Linked DNA regions of Rattus norvegicus: region 1 is linked to region 2. Evidence: chromatin contacts called from public Hi-C data. All regions are on one chromosome and are shown on one strand. Each heading gives the region's core, a stretch centred on a gene start, on an enhancer-like site or on the middle of the called end of the contact. The rest is flanking DNA. Distances are from core to core; before and after follow the strand shown.

Evidence for each region. Hi-C and Micro-C count contacts between places; a contact is called where the count stands out from the background.
Region 1: a contact with region 2 is called in a Hi-C map of Schwann cells, with 2.8 times the contacts expected there. The contact joins the promoter of Tgif1 here to the enhancer-like site in region 2. A contact is called at or near these places in 7 of 12 Hi-C or Micro-C datasets (the A7r5 cell line, Schwann cells, frontal cortex and 3 more) and 1 of 1 datasets of contacts at active chromatin or transcription factors (oligodendrocytes).

What each region holds. Positions count from the first base shown.
Region 1 is chr9:118,202,743-118,206,154 of GRCr8, forward strand. It overlaps Tgif1 (TGFB-induced factor homeobox 1), which reads right to left and starts at 1,612. Exons shown (of 3, transcript NM_001015020.1): 1 at 1,507-1,612. The coding sequence starts at 1,564. It overlaps LOC102555570 (a long non-coding RNA gene), which reads left to right. Exons shown (of 3, transcript XR_005489521.2): 3 at 1-3,412.
Region 2 is chr9:118,104,221-118,107,334 of GRCr8, forward strand. All of the region lies in intron 7 of Dlgap1 (DLG associated protein 1), which reads left to right. The region is part of intron 2 of LOC102555426 (a long non-coding RNA gene); the gene reads right to left. Among named protein-coding and RNA genes, the nearest start is that of Tgif1, 99 kb to the right of the region's middle. Within about 2 kb of position 1,726, at least 66 of the 93 cell types and tissues checked have an H3K27ac peak or open chromatin away from gene starts, as enhancers often do. A contact at or near this core is called in the A7r5 cell line and Schwann cells, where this site is marked.

The DNA of each region.
Region 1 (3,412 bases), core at 362-2,861, 98 kb after region 2:
TCCCCCACCCCCCACACGCCTTTAGAAAAAAGATGGACGACTACGCCTGGACTGCTCATCTGTTTCGGTAAACAGTGTCTACTTTGTGGGCTAATATCCCACCAGAGGACACTCCCCTCCACCCTTCAGTATTTCAAACAGAAACTAGCCATTAAATAAACACTCGTTCCTATTGGTTTATTTTGCTTGAGAGGGGCGCTCCAAAGGGAGTTCCACGAAGAATCCCCCCCTCCCCAAATACAAGCCAGATGCTGTTTTGGCCAACTTCGAGACGCACATGCCCGCACTTCTGGGTCTAGATTCTACCTATGCCCGGTTGTTTAAAAAAAAAAAATGCAAAGAAAACCAACTGTCACATGTCACGGAAGACTTTCCCCATTAGAGGGGGGGAAAAAAACGAAGAAAAACCCCAAACGTAAATAAGCTTTGTAGCGACGTCACCGCCGGTGTCTCTAGTTTCGGCTCTGTGGCTGTTCTGGTTTTGTGACCTCGGTGGAGATCCGGCAGGAGGAGACAGACCCGTGAAAACAAGGTTAAAGCCGAGTCACACTAAGGCGGCCACAGGATGACCCGCTAGACTTTGGAACCTGTTTACGATTACGTTGGAAATTAAAGCAAGCCTCCGCCGCGCCCCCTTCCCAAAGACAACCCGTTCCGAGGAGCGCGTTAAAACCCCCGAGTCAAAAAAGAAGCTTGGGTGGTTTTTCCAAAATGAACCAAGTGGAGGAAGAGTCACAGTAAGCAGGCAGGAATCTCAAAACGACCCTCCCCTCCCCCCAAATCCTGTGGTTTGCAGAGCGCTCGCTCGGTAAGAGAGCACACGCGGGAATCGGCGCAGGCGGCGGTTGCACGGCAGTGTCCAGGGCGAACCCACCGGCTGGCAAGCACCTCCGCAAGCCGCCCGGGGCGCAGCGCTTTCCCGGACCTGACTGGGGATGACTCAGCTGCTGCGCTCCAGTGCGGGACTCCTGTGGTGCGGGAGGGGGCCCGCGGAGGGCCCGGGCGCCCGTTGGAGGGCCCTCGCTCTGGGGTTTGAAGGGGTGTTTGTGGCTGGGATTGGTGGCTCACATCCGCCGGGGACTCGGGAGAGATGGGAGGACAGACGCAGGGAGGAGGAGCTGGACGGCGTGAGTGGCAGGAGCCGAGTCCGGACCTGGCGGTGACTGCCTCGTCGCTTTGTTTGCTAACTTGGACTGTGGCTTTCGGGGGGCCACCCCACGGAACCCGCCTCGGGTCCGCTAAGCCCAACCCACGGCAGCACGAGGCCGAAACGTTCCTTCCCGGCGGTTATGCGCGGCCACGCGGTGGCTCTCATTATGTACACAAAGGTAGCTTTTCTTTTCTCCCAAGTCAGCCTGGCTAATGAATGCGATTCTCGGGCGGCACTGGTGGAAACCGGGTTTACCGTTTGAAAACAAACTTTACAGGGCGAGCGGGAGCCGGTACAGAGTAGAAGAAGCCTCTCTCAAACCAGGACGCGAGGGGAAATGCAGAATTAAAACTCACCGTGACGCGAAGGCCAGCCGGACCCCGCCAATGCACACCTCCTGCTCGTGTAAATCATTTCGAGGCAGTTGGGAAGCCGGAGCGCGCTGGCCGGGTTCTGAGATCAGCTGAAGCCCCACGGTGCCCCTCCCCCAGCCCCACTCCACCCCTAAGGCCGAGCTCGTTGGGAGTTTCGCGTTCCCGCAGGACTGTGCGCCGGGTCTTTTACAACTCCAGAAAAGGGGAACGCCCCCGCCCCCCTCCTCCCCGGCGCGAGCTCATAACATCCGCAATATTTTTTTTTAATCCGCTGTCTGCACGGCGGAAAAACAAGCTTCGGTTCTGCCTGTGTCAGGGCCTCTCGGTGTAACTGATTCAAGTGACTTCGGGTTAGTTGCTGTTGCCACGTGTTACTTACTGAACGCTTATGCCTCATAATCAAATTGTCTAAGTGCAACCGAACGATTTTTCTGCGCTCTCACAGCCTGGTGATAACCGTTTCTCACCATTATCTCTGTGTGTGTGTGTGTGTGTGTGTGTGTGTGTGTGTGTGTGTGTTGTTGTTGTTGTTGTTGTTTTTCTTCTGTTTTAACAGCTTTTCTTGTCTTAAGACAAGCAGAGCTGTTAAAAAGACAAATCCGTTTTCGCGGTCTCCAGACCCTGAAAGGGCAGAAATTCAAATGGCACAAACTTGGGAAGGCTGAGAGAGGAGGCGGGATGAATAAGTAAGTGCTCCAGGTCCGTTAAAGGCTTGAGGGAGGTGTTTGTTTCACCTGGACGGTCGATTAGGTATGATTCCCATCAGGTGCTGGGTCTGGTGGGACTCACATAGTCATTGGATCTCGTTCCCTCGAAGCCTAGCGAGGGCAGATATTTATAAAATATGCAGGCTGCTGGGCTTCCAACACTGCACAAGGGACTTGTAATCATCTCGTCACATCTCAGCTCTGAGGAGCTCTAGCTGCTCAAGGCAAGAGCTAACCATTGTCTTTGCAAGGGGCCGGAGTTGGTCCCGGCCATCTTGTGATGAGTTTATCAACACTATCAGAATAATTCTCTTCTTCAGAAATAAGTAGCTGGCACTACTGATCACTTTCTTCAAGTCAACCCAGTCGCCCGCCTTTCCTTTTTTTTTTTTTTTTAAAGTGGAAGTCACTCTTCTTAACCTAGGTGATGTGGGCTGAAGTTCCCTGAAAAAGCCACACCTAGCTGATTCTGCTGGGTGAGTGCTTGATTAGGGCCTCCTGGTTGGGGACAGTTGGAATGATACAGATCCAGAGTCAGATTATCCTGATCTATCTTAACTCTCCCTCTTAGCCATCCATCACCTGCTTCCGTATCGGCCTACCCTTCTTTTGACTCTCAGTTTAAAATTCAGCAGACAGGCAGCTTCCACCACCTCAATGGCTACAAGTGCCATAGGTGTGTCAGGCTTCTCTAACTTACCTCACTTCAGCCCCACCAAGGTATTTGGTAAGTGCGTTCATTTATAGCTTTGTGTATGACTAGCAGCTCATATGATAACTTCCATGGTGGAACACGTCTCTGGCATCTACCCAAATCTGGGTTCCCTGGGCCATGATCACCCTCATACTCGGCTGGGGATAAATGATCTATTACCGTCTGTCTGTCTGTGGAACGAGAACTGTGGTTTTCTTCTAACAATGGCCTTATTGAGCTCTTAGTATTTATTTCCTTTATTTTCAACATCTTGTATCTTCATTGTGCTTCATGCTTTCTGAAACACTGAAATGCTCTCATTTAATGGCCAAATTAGTATAAGTTATATTTTTCTTAAAAGTCAAGATAACTTGAACCAATTCAAAAGTGCCATCACTAAACCGCACAGACTACCCAGCCCTCAGAATCTGTCGTTCTAGAAGGTCACAGGGATAATGATGGCTTAGACATCAGAGACACCAAGATC
Region 2 (3,114 bases), core at 476-2,975:
TTTGACCTCTCCCCTACTTTGTACACAGATCCGGACAAACACGATTCATGCAACAATACCCCGTTCCTGACCACAGGGCACTCTGGTATTTCTATTTAAACATTTTCCTTTCTAAATAGTGAAACTGCATGACTCACTCGGCTGATCTCATGACTCATTAATAAATCACAACCTGGAGGTGTAGAAACCTGAGGTAGGAAATGGCTATGATAAGTAGAAAGATCCAGAGACCCAGAAAGGGACAAACAGGACATAGAATGACTCTAGAATGAGCTAAGAGACAGGAGGATCAGAAGGATCGTGGCCAGAATTCTGGCTTGAACAGTGGGTTCACAAAAGTCATGAGTTTGGGGCTAAACAAGGAGCATAAAGATAGAGCGGTTGGCTTGACTTAGTTTCGTTTCGTTTTGTTTTTAAACCCCACCTCTATTTTTGGTAAATCCAAATGTATTCTGGAATTTCTGAGCTTTATTAAGATAGGGACCAAAACAAATGTGTACAGGTGTAGGTTGGAGGACTATTCAGAACAACGTCTAGTAAAGAACTCAGCCGTGCTTTGCTGCGGTGGTATAGGGTTTTACGAGGCTCAGAATATGTACATTAGGCAGAGACAGTCTATTTAGTAACTTCGGTTGACAGAAGTTTCTGCAATGAGCTAACATCCAATTTAGAGTTCTCAATCACTGGTCTTGGGCTCTTCCAGGCATTTCTTAAGGAAACTAAAAGATTAAACACCTCGAGGTTTATTCTGCGGCACTCTTCTCTTGAACGGAGGCTCAAAGGACGCCTTTCCTGTCTCTTTTCACAGCCTCCCCAGTCCCAGGCTTCCTCCAACCAAATCCTTTCTTTTGCAAAGCCTTGGGGTGGCGGTAGCTTGTTGCTAATGGAGGGTGTTGAACAATGGGTGTTTCTGAGCTGGGTTTATGGAGGCGGTCTTGTCTGTGTCCTGGGGGTAGATTGTAAACGAGATGTCAACGGGGGCTCCTTTGTCTGGGCGGCATTCATCCCTCCCAAGAGGAATTCCCTTACAGAGCTGGGATTTAAAGTCGTTTTCTTGCTCTCGGTAAACTCCATCCAACGGCAGAGTAAGGAGCGACCAATGAGTCACTCTTCCTTCTCCGCTTAGCAAGGCAATGACTCGGCTATTTACATGTACAAAGGAAGGTTCCTAAAGTTTCTGGGATTATTCTCAACAGTTGAGCCTTTTACCCTGCGGTTAGGAACGCTGGTTAACCCCTCGAGAGGGAGCCTAGCCCCTAGCTGTTTTTCCCTCACTCCCTCTTCCTTGATTGGCTCACTTTCTCTTTTAAATCCAAGAACAGAAACGGCACAACTTCCCGCTGCCTTAAACCATCTTCTCCCCTTCCCCCTTCCTGGTTTCTCAGAAGAGGACCGCAATTCTAGAGCTATAATTACTGCGGGCAAAGCTTGGCCGAACTCCACCCTTAGGAGATTAGGCTACGTTTTATTGCCTCTCAGCCAGGTGCCCAGGGTGACAAGACTAGCCTTTATCTGAGGGCTTGATGAGGTTATCAGCAACTCAAACGGGCTGAAGCTCCGGCAGCTGCCATCAAAAAGGTTCTCTTCTCTAAGGGTTTATTGGTAGCTGATTTACATCTGCCCACCAGCCCTACTCGCCTTGGGTTTTCCTTGATTCCAGATCCTTCTCCTGTATTTTCTGTTTGGAACGAAAGCCACAGTGACTGGGCAGTTTCAAGGGTGAGCAGAGTCAGCCTCCAGTCTGTTGCGTCAAGGCACGAAGCCCTGCAACACCAATGCTCAGGAGGTTTCCAATGTTGATGGTCTCCCTTTTGAATTTGTTTCTCACAGTCATTTCTTTATTGAGAAAGGGCACACACCAAGGCTAGAAGCCACTTTGCTGGAGCTGTTTCTCTCCTGCCCTGTAGGTTCCAGGGATTGAACTCGGGTTAGCAAGCAGGCGATTCACCGAATAGCTATCAGCCCAAAGTTACCATTTAATAAAATCTGACCTACGATAATAGAAATCTGAAAGAAAAAAATTTATTGCCTTTCATTTTTACAGTTCATTTTAAAAACAAGAATATAATCCACACCAGGAAGTGGGAACAGGGCTTGTTTGGTGTCATAAGTGTGTCGAGTGTTTGATCAGTCACCCGGGCAGCTCACTAACATATCTGTCTACCCACACATCAGTTTGAAAAGACTGTTTTGGCTGTTGCTGGGGGTGGGGCTCCCCGGGTGCTGGGCAAGCGGTATACCACAAGCTATATACCCCACCTCCTTGTATTCTGCAATGCAGGTTGCAGCCAACAATTATCTCAGGGTTGCCTGAGTATAAACTAGAGCCTAGAGCACTGAGCCACGCATTCAAAGATGATCTGTGCAGATGGGTCCAACAAAACCTACTGTGGACCCACTCTCCTGTCTGAAAAAAAAAAAGCTATCTTAGAAGTTGGCCTGTTGGTAGGGAATGGGGAAAAGGTGGCTCAGACAGCACAGCCTTGACTATACAATGCTTATCTCAAAAGACACAGCATCCAGTACCATTTGCGACCTAGACATCACCCTAACCTGTGGAAAGAACACAGTGAAAGGATCCTCCAGGGACCTCTGCCATTCATTAGGATAAAACTAACAGAATGTCTCCTGTGCTGGTGAACCAACAGACCCCCAGAACTATACCAAAGCAGTGACAGGACACTGATCAAACCCAACTGCACACCAGGAGGGTATGCTGAAGAGGCAGAGGTAGGAGGGTCAGGAGTTCTAGACCAGCCAAAGCTATACTTTTAGACTAGGTGTGGTGGCTTTTTAACCCCAGCACTCAGGAAACAGAGGCAGGCAGATCTCTTTCCAAGACTAGCCTGGTCTACAGAGGTCTAGGCCAGCCAGGGCTACACACTACACAGTGAAACACTGGCTCAAAATAAACAAAACAAAATTAAAATATAAAAGAAACCCTGTATAGCCTCCACCCTCTATTGGTGGTCCAATAGAGAAAGTGATACCACCACAGCACCCCCCTGCTGGAAGCTCCGATTACTATAAGAATTGGCACGTGGTTTTAAGACACGACTCCTCCAGCCACGTTTCTGAAAGCCATCACTCAAAATCTGACCTTGGAACTGTCAG